Linked DNA regions of Mus musculus: regions 1 and 2 are each linked to region 3. A link is a contact called in public HiChIP or PLAC-seq and promoter capture Hi-C data. All regions are on one chromosome and are shown on one strand. Each heading gives the region's core, a stretch centred on a gene start, on an enhancer-like site or on the middle of the called end of the contact. The rest is flanking DNA. Distances are from core to core; before and after follow the strand shown.

The links. HiChIP or PLAC-seq counts read pairs in DNA pulled down with a chosen protein or histone mark. Capture Hi-C pulls out chosen DNA fragments and counts their contacts.
Region 1: a contact with region 3 is called in an H3K27ac HiChIP or PLAC-seq map of extraembryonic endoderm stem cells. The contact joins two enhancer-like sites. A contact is called at or near these places in 3 of 115 datasets of contacts at active chromatin or transcription factors (CD8 T cells, extraembryonic endoderm stem cells and memory CD8 T cells) and 3 of 9 other capture datasets (adipose tissue, liver and pancreatic islet).
Region 2: a contact with region 3 is called in a promoter capture Hi-C map of liver. The contact joins two enhancer-like sites. A contact is called at or near these places in 2 of 115 datasets of contacts at active chromatin or transcription factors (effector CD8 T cells and memory CD8 T cells) and 2 of 9 other capture datasets (adipose tissue and liver).

Annotation. Positions count from the first base shown.
Region 1 is chr6:97,445,878-97,448,759 of GRCm38.p6, forward strand. All of the region lies in intron 1 of Frmd4b (FERM domain containing 4B), which reads right to left. Among named protein-coding and RNA genes, the nearest start is that of Frmd4b, 41 kb to the right of the region's middle. Within about 2 kb of position 1,299, at least 77 of the 459 cell types and tissues checked have an H3K27ac peak or open chromatin away from gene starts, as enhancers often do. A contact at or near this core is called in CD8 T cells, extraembryonic endoderm stem cells and memory CD8 T cells, where this site is marked.
Region 2 is chr6:97,463,059-97,466,125 of GRCm38.p6, forward strand. All of the region lies in intron 1 of Frmd4b (FERM domain containing 4B), which reads right to left. Among named protein-coding and RNA genes, the nearest start is that of Frmd4b, 23 kb to the right of the region's middle. Within about 2 kb of position 1,288, at least 108 of the 459 cell types and tissues checked have an H3K27ac peak or open chromatin away from gene starts, as enhancers often do. A contact at or near this core is called in liver and memory CD8 T cells, where this site is marked.
Region 3 is chr6:97,352,812-97,355,909 of GRCm38.p6, forward strand. Frmd4b (FERM domain containing 4B) reads right to left here. Exons shown (of 23, transcript NM_001346637.1): 6 at 1,194-1,250; 7 at 371-393. Among named protein-coding and RNA genes, the nearest start is that of Gm32191, 100 kb to the left of the region's middle. Within about 2 kb of position 1,345, at least 79 of the 459 cell types and tissues checked have an H3K27ac peak or open chromatin away from gene starts, as enhancers often do. A contact at or near this core is called in CD8 T cells, extraembryonic endoderm stem cells, liver and 1 more, where this site is marked.

The sequences.
Region 1 (2,882 bases), core at 49-2,548, 93 kb after region 3:
TGGATGCCTTTCAGGGGTCCTGAGTTCAATTCCCAGCATCCATACCGTGTCTTACAACTATCTATAATGGGATCTAATGTCCTCTTATGGTGTGTCTGAAGATAGCTACAGTATATTCATATACATAAAATAATTAAATAAATCTTTTTAAAAAAATTTGCTTCCCTGCCCCCTAAATAGTTCATTCCTGTGAAATTTTAATATCACAGACACAGTCTATATCTCTAAGGCAGAACTAAGCTCTGTACGATTTCAATCTTTTCTCTATCCCCACAAGAAGCAATTTTTATATTCTTAGGCACTCAAGTCACCTACAGAGATTGCCTGGCTTAAGAAAGCAATGGCGGAAAGTGTGACTAGAGTAAGGCCAATGAAGAGTGGAGTAGATACAAGAGTCATGAGAGGTTCAGGTTCATCAGTTGTACTCAAAGGCTGTCTCCTAGACCAACCATACAGTTAGAAACTCAGAATTGGTGCGGGGATGCATTTCAGTAGGTAAGCATGCAAGGACACCCTTGGCTACCCACTTAGATAAAGCTTAGCCTGGGAAAAATGAGACCCTGCCTCGAAACAAACGTAGATACTCATGATGCAGCTGTGACCTCTTTCCACAAGGCTTCCTGCATGCTCTAACTCCGATCCGTGTTCAGGACTGAAGCCACTGAGCTAGAACGTTCACTTAGGCCACAGAGATTGTGGTGCCTATGACAAGTGCAAGGCAAAGCTGCTGGAAGCTCCGGGGCATGGAGGAGGCAATCTGGGGATATTTGTATTTATATAAGATGAGTCCAGCTACTGGAAGATGAGACTGGAGGTGGGCAACAATGGGAGAGAGGGAAGCAATCTACAAAGTTTTGCAACTGATCCTCATCTGCATAACGGGAGAACAGCGTGCAAGCTGCTAAGAACCACTGGATTGTACTGGGTGATGTGTAATGCCTGTGAATCCTGTCTTAGTAATGCTGTTCTTTAAAAACAAACTTCAAAGGTAAAAAGAAGGAGGAGGAAGAGGCTGTGCTAGTAACTCTGCAAGGCTGTTGAACAAATTGCAGTGAATGTTAGTAAGGCACTCAGCACACTCATGCTAAGCTCAATTTAAATGTTCACAGATACCAAAGTGCATAGTAAGCGCCTGATAAATGCTAAAACCATTTTGATCTGGCCTCCAGTTCTTCCTTCCAAACTTTTGCTTGTTAAAGTTGAACACACATTCATCCCACATCCCACACCCCACACCTCTCTGACAGAGTCCCCTTAGTTGAGTCAGCATGACCTAATCCAGTGAGCCAGCAAGCTAGTTCAGTATCTTTGCGGTCTGGTAGCTCTGTGACATGCTTACAAGGCAGCCTCAGGTCAGAGGACGGTACCCTGTGTTCTATTCAATTTCCTTTCATTTCCACGCCCCACCCCACCCTCCAGCTGTGGGATTTAACTGGCAGGGCCCAGAGAGTGAAACTTAATGTTAAATCTAAGTTTTTAGGTCAGTTTGATGACTCTGGAGTGGCGTTATGCTTGTAAAGTATGAAGTGTTTTCTCTGGGGAGGCATGGCGATGTAGGGGTAAGCACCAGGCTAGCAGGTGTCTAAGACTAATGTACCAGTCTGGCCCTGGCATCGATGAGGCTTGGCTGCCCATCTCAGTAGGCCAAGTAAGTAAACTAGGTAATTGTAGAAAACTGACAGAGGAGATTCTCCCAGTGTGGCCACATGGGAAAAGGAGCAAAGAGAGCCAGTGACCCCTATACCAGATTTTAGGGTCCTTAATACAAGGTTTAGGCTTAAACAGAGGAGAAGACAGTAGTTCTCAACCTGTAACCTCTTTGGGGGCATCTAATGACTTTTCACAGGGGTCACATATCAGATATCTTGCATAACAGATATTTATGTTACAATTCTTTGTTTGTTTGTTTGTTTGTTTGTTTTTTCGAGACAGGGTTTCTCTGTGTAGCCCTGGCTGTCTGGGAACTCACTTTGTAGACCAGACTGACCTCGAACTCAGAAATCCACCTGCCTCTGCCTCCCGAGTGCTGGGATTAAAGGCGTGTGCCATCACGCATTGCTTATGTTACAATTTTTAACAGTATCAAAATTACAGTTATTAAGTAGCAATGAACACTTTCTAGTTAGTGGTCACCACAGCATGAGGAACCATATTAAATGGTCCCAGCATTAACCCTGGGTTAAAAGATATGCAGAACCAGGTAGTCCAGGCCAAGGACTACCCATTACCACTGCCCTGGCTCCATCTCTCCCGCAAGGGGGTCTGACGAATTATCAAAACAACATGAAACCTCTTTTTGGGAGACAAGCTCCCTGTCTGGCTGGCACCAGACTTCCAGACTTTTCTATCTCCCAGGATAAGATTTCTGGGGAAATTCCAATTGTTTGGGCTCCATTGTCTCAGTCGCCTGATAGGCAAAAGGAGACATACACAATGCTACTTAGAATATCTTCATTCCTGTCTGATCATTCGCACAGATTCTCACAGAAGCTGATGAGACCTCGGAGCAAATCATTTAATTCCTGTAAGTCTGTTTTTATTTTTTATCTTACAGACATAAAAGATGACAGAGGCAAAGAAGGTGTGCACAGTTTTGAGCACAGTTCCCAGACTTTACTGTCCACCAAGATCATTACTAAGGGCTGAAATGGCCACGGGAACATGAAGCTTCATGAACCATTAAGAAAACACCATTCTGTAGACCACCAAAATACAAATACAGTTGGTTTGGGATGGACATTGCTGGCACATGACAGAACATTAAGTAAAAACACTTGCAGGCTGCATGCTCCCAATATATGCATTACGTCCATCTCAAATCCCTCAGTCAGACCTGAGGAACACCTCTCTACGTCTTCATGCACGTCTGGGAAAGTCTTCTT
Region 2 (3,067 bases), core at 38-2,537, 110 kb after region 3:
TCACAAGGTGCCAGGCACCAGAGCTGGTATTATGGGTGTTCAGATTAGCATTGTGGTTGCACAGGATCCCAGACTCATTAGGACCTCATGCTTGATGTGTTTCTTCTTTACCACGGCTCTTTTCCCCCCTTTGAGATAGTTTCTCTGTGTAGCTCTGGCTATCCTGGACTTCACTCTGTAGACCAGGCTGAACTTGAACTTAGAGATCTGACTGTCTCTGCTTCCTAAGTGCTGGAATCAAAGGCATGCTCCACTACCACCCAGCCATTATACTTCTTCTTCTTCTTCTTCTTTTTTTTCCATTACACTTCTTAATACTATTGTTATTATTTTGTGTTGATTGGGCTCAAACTAAGGGCTGTGTGTTGGCTGGGCAAATGTTCTACTTGTCAAGTACATCTCCAGCCCTTGTATTTTTGAGACAGAGTCTCAAACGTCTTGTCTTGAACACGTGACCCTCCCTCCCTCTGCCTCCCAAATATGGGAGTTACAGGTCCTGCCATGCTTGACTCTTGTTGAATAAGGAGTTGTGTGTTTTCCTTTTGCATAGGGACTCTCTGCCTGGCATTGTGCTGAGCAGGAGAGGCAAGGACTATGACCACAAGTCATGATAAAAATGAGGGCCAAGGACCCTGCCCAAGGCAGCTGCTTGCAGGGACGTGGGCTGAGCATAAAGCGTGTCTACTATGCTCAGGGCTACGCAGTATGGCACCTGGGAAGCTCTCAGCAGCTACTGAATGAAAAAGAACTTCTGTTTAAAAAGGAAAATCACCAACTACAGAAAATGAATTCATAAGTTCCTAAAACTGGGGCTGATAACACTGAAAGTTTATTTAAGGTCTCCCTGCGATCACATGCTACAACCGTTGGACTGGACAGTACGCCGTGTCCAGGAAAAACAGCTCCGATGGAAAAATCTGTTACTCATGTTCTCCTCCAGGCAGAAAAAGAGGGAACTTTCTTGCACAGGGCGGGTTCTTGCTTTCTTAACCACAAATGGAAAAGCCGAGGTGAAAAGCTTGGGGGAGAGCGGCAGGCATCCGGGCTTCTCAGGACTGTCTTACAGCAAGAGGCCAAAGGCACGTGCGGCACTGGACACAAACTGTAAAATCTAATAACTTCCTCATGTTTGGAAAAATAAAGACAAAGAGGCCTTTGAACACCGTGTTTGAAGTCCACTTCACACACAGGGACAGAGACCCAGAGCACTCAGTGCTAGGAGCCTCCCAGCTGGGGGTAAGAAAACGGACTCTGCACCCAGGGTCCGGATTCCCAAGCAGGGACTTTCACAGAGGTTGCACAGACAATGCGAAGAAAGTGGCATGACCTTCCACGCAGCCTTCAATCTCACTTCCTTCCTGGCTTTCTGCAGAATCTGATTTTTTTTGTTCTGTTTCGGTTTCCCCTTTCTCTGCCCATTTGCAGTGCTTTGAAAAAAAAAAACTATCCCCTCCTCTTTCTCCTACCCCTCCTCCTCTCCCCTCTCCTCCTCCTCTTCCTCCTCTACTTCTGACACAGGGGTCTTCTCTATATAGCCAGGCTAGCCTTAAGTTAGAGTTACTCCTATCTAAAATGATTTTTTTTTAACGAAGGAAGACTTTATTTAGGGTACACACAGTGGCTGAACTGGCATCACTCACTGTATCCGTTTCTGCACACACCTTTTAATCTGGCCACTCTTGAGACATCTAAATCAGTAGTTCTCAAATCTGTGGCTCTCGACCCCCGCAGGGTCATATAGCAGATATCCTGCCTATCAGATGCTTACAGTACGCTTCATAGGGCAAAATTACAGTTATGAAGTAGCAATGAAATAATTCTATGGCGGGGGCGGGGGTCACCACAACATGAGAAACTGTGTTAAAGGGTCACAGCATTAGAAAGGTTAAGAGCCACTCTCTTTATTATTCCCTCCTTTCTGTCCTCTGGGTCATTGTAAACCAAATCTACAACTCTGGGTAATTTTGTCTGTAAAGATTTCAATATAAAAGATCATGACATTGTTTTTAAATATAAACCCAGATAACTAAAAGAAAAAAAATCTCACTATCTTCACATATCTGTTAAGAGTTCAGATTTCCAATTGATTGATAATGTTCCTTATTTGCTTATTTTTGGGTCAAGGTCTCACTATGTAGTACAACTTGGCCTCAAACTCATGACTACCCTGCCCCAGCCTCTGGAGTACTAGGATTATAAATGTATTTGACTGCATCTGTTTCCAATTCTTTCCCTCTCCTTCTCGCCTTACATCTCCGTCTCCCTCTTCTTCTCTGTCTGAGTCAGGGTCTCTCTATCTCTCTATATAAGCCCTAGCTATTCTGGAACTATCTATGTAGAAACACTGGCTTTGACCTCACAGAGATCTGTCTGTCTTTGCCTACAGAATGTGCTGGGATTAAGGGTGTATACTACCATGGGTGGCCTCACTCCTCCCCAAACCCACTTTGTTGGACATAATATCCAAAAACAGAAACCATAGTTTGACACAGGCCCACATTTCTCTTAGATTTTAGGTAATCTATAGGTACCCCCATTGTTATTTATTTACTGAAGATGTGGAGCTGTTTAGCCCATCAATTCTCAGACCACCCAGCTTGCTGACTGTGTTTCTAAGGCATCTACTGTGGTTCCTGAAGGCCTTGGCTTCTGGCTGGATCCTTTAATCAGGATTGTCTCTTAGATCCTATAGCCTGTGTGTTCTTGCATTGGAAGGATGTTTGTTCTATTATGGTACAAAACCAATATTCATGACCAAGGTCATTTATTCAATCAAGGACATCAACATGACAATTTTCTAATCCTGCTAGCCCTATTTAGTAGAGTACCTCAGTATGAACAGCTCTGCCCTTAATTGCAAATGGGTGATGCTCTGTTCAATGTTGCTGAATGACTGGTCAGCTAGGAGCATCCCTACATATTAAATCCATGGTATAAACAGCTACGAAGATAGAGAACACATCTAGAAAATTACCTCTGACAATTTTACAGACATGCTTCAGATTTAGACCAACAGAGATTGTTTCCCTTTATTCTAGAATTTGATATAATTTGATTTAGAGATGGG
Region 3 (3,098 bases), core at 95-2,594:
TCTGCATATGTTAGAACCCCTTACACACACCATCATTATATGCTTACCAAAAAAAAAGCACCGCACCAGTTAGCAAAGCTTTTCACAGTTTTCTTCGTCTCGGTAACCAACGTGATACTACAATACTGGAAACTTTGGAGGGCTTCTAACTATGGTTTCCTGTCACTCTGCCCTGAAACACTGTGAGAAAGTTTCGTTCTGAGAGTCATTCACAAAAAGAGCAGGTTTCTCCGGGAAGGAAGAGGGAGATCTGAGCAGCCAGTCTCAAATAGGCTTTCTTTTGCTTTTGTGTCCATTATTATTTAAAATAACTCATTCCACAACTGGAGAGCCCCATTCTACACAGTAACATCAGAAAAGAAATCGTTACCTGGTATAATCTCCCTTGCTTTCCTGAAATAAAAATAAAGACATGATCAATATGTATTTATGCTAAGCTCAGTGAATGATTTATTCTTGCTTATTTTCCCCTTCACAGAGACCAGAGCTTTCTGTTAAGAAAGGTGGTTAAGGAGTACCGCCCACAGGCCACTATTGGTAAGAAAATACACGTATATATGAGATGTGTCTTACCCTTAACACAAGAGACTAATATACAAATATATTTTATATATTATATATTCTTCATATATATATATGCAGAAGTACCGATAATCGCTGTGGCATATCTAAGTTCACAGGATAAATACATTTGCACTAAAGTGCCACACTTTTTAGACTCTGACCCAGGTAAATCAACACACACACTATTTACTTTTTAAACAAGTTCAGGAAATGACTTTGCTTTTCAGCTGCCAGTGCCTTTAAGAATTAAAGGTCTCTTTACACAACCTCAAGAAAACGTGTACAAAAAAAGTTGCTAAATTTAAATGAAAATTACAGCTGTTCTAACAACTGCTGCCTCCGGAGTTCAAGTGACTGGGAGTCCTTTTCCAGGAATACGGTCAGAACTCCGTTCCCTTAGTACAGTCTAAACTTCATTATGTCTTAGAAAAATACTATCACATGCTGGTTCATGCAAATAATTTTTAAAAAGAGAAATCAGCAGGCCATATCTTTCACTGATAAGCCATTTACTGGTTTGAAAAATCCATCAGGTTCTGGCTCGACGGAAAAGTTTTACAGTTGCAGACAGTTAGCAAGAAACCAAGGAACAAAAGGGAGCTGGTTAGAGGCAGCGAGTGAACCCTTACCTGCAAAACCAGGGCTGCCAACTTGAAGATGGTCTCACTGTCTACTTCAATTTGCCCCTGTGGGTGGAAGAGGAGAATATCACTGAGTGCAGTCGACCCTGGGCTGGAGCGAGTGGCTGTGGAGCTGAAGAATCTGTCACAGCTTGGCACCTCCACTTTACGGTCAAATGCAGACCATACCACTGCAAGGGAGGGGGGTGAGCAGGGAGACCTCAGGGAGGGATAGGAAGGACCGGAAGAGCCTCTCTCTCCTCTCTCTCTCTCTCTCTCTCTCTCTCTCTCTCTGTTCACTGGGTAGGGACATTTTGCTTAGAAAAGATAAGTAACTTTGAGGCAAAAAAATTCTGACAATTTTTAAATGAATATACTTGACTAATTTTCTTTCACCTCTTGCAAATTAATGTTTAAGGTCTGCAGATTTTTCTATATTTGTTTGTTGTGGGTTTCCCTGAGATAATCTCCCCTCTCTGAGTCACAGCACGGTTACTTCAGCATACACATGGGCAGACGTTATTAAGACATAATTTCACTTCATTGTCAGGAGCATGCGATGGAGTGACTAGTCATGCCATCCTAGCTAAACTGAGAAGTCTTAAACGTCAGTAGCAGGGAAAGCGAGGTCTAGCGTTCTGTAGCTCTGAAGGTTTGATGAACTCACAGTCATCATTTCCCCATCCTTTTACTTCTCCATGTTTCAGGATCCCAGGGAAAATTGGAGTCCTAGGGTTTGATTGACAAGACTGATTTTTTTGTTGTTGTTTGGTTGTTTGTTTGGTCCTGAGACATGCTTAAGTGTGGGTTAAACACTCCTGTGCACCTTCACTCCTTTACATGTGTGACATATGTAAATGGCAGTGCAGCACCGTGTAATATTGCAACCGTAAGCAGGTGTAGAGGAACTCTGAATTTAAGGTCAGGGCACATGACCTTGCAAGGTTCAACACGGGCAGAAACAATGCCCCCGAAGCCCATCCTGCTAAGTGCAAGCCTCACTGCTTGGAAGCACACAGTGTTTAAAGGCCTGGGCATTGCCTGGTACTTTCTCTTCCTCCCTTTTATCTGTTGAACTGGAGCGCTAGCATTTGTTAGTTTATTCCAAATCCATCACGGGGAGTCATTAAATAGTTTCAAGCCAGTGCACAATAGGATGTTTACACAGGGCGTTATACTTGTGAGGGTTTCTGGAAAGATTGAAGTTTTTTCTCCCAGCATGAACTTGGTTAGAGTTCTCCGACAGAATGCAAAGGACAAGGGGGAACCAGAGCTGGTGAGACAGATCAGGAGGTAAGCAAGCCCGGGATCTGAGCTCCAGCCCTGGGACTCAAGAGTTGAGGGAGAGAAGCAGCTCTGTGAAGCTGTCCTGACGTGAGCTCTCCCGTAAGCTCTCCCGTGAGCTCTCCTGTAAGCTCTCCCGCTTCCATCCCCATTAAAACACCAAAAACAAAAACAAAGAAGAGAACGGAAATCCCCAGGGTATTACACTAACAGTGATAATTATATTATCAGTTCCCTTATATTAGGAAAAAAAACCAACTTAATTCACCCATCAAGACCCAGTGGGTCCTCCCTTCTGAAACCCAAGGCAGAAAGAGCTGCTTCAAAGGTTTTGTTCAAGAGCTCACGGATCCCAAGCCCTGGAATTCAAAGCTCCCCCACAATCTCTAGGAACTGATTATAAAATCAAAGAGAAGCCAGGCTGAGCTCAGGAATCAATGGCCCTCTGTCTTCCCAGCAAGACACTGGCTTTCTAATCTGACGGATGACAGTGGGTAATCCACCAGGTGAGGTGGGTGTTGATTGGATTACATTCTCGGAAGGTCAAATTCCTTAAATTCGAACACAGAGAAACTCATGGAGAATGAGGAGAGGAGCGAGCAGAACAACAAATAAAATAAAATAAAATAA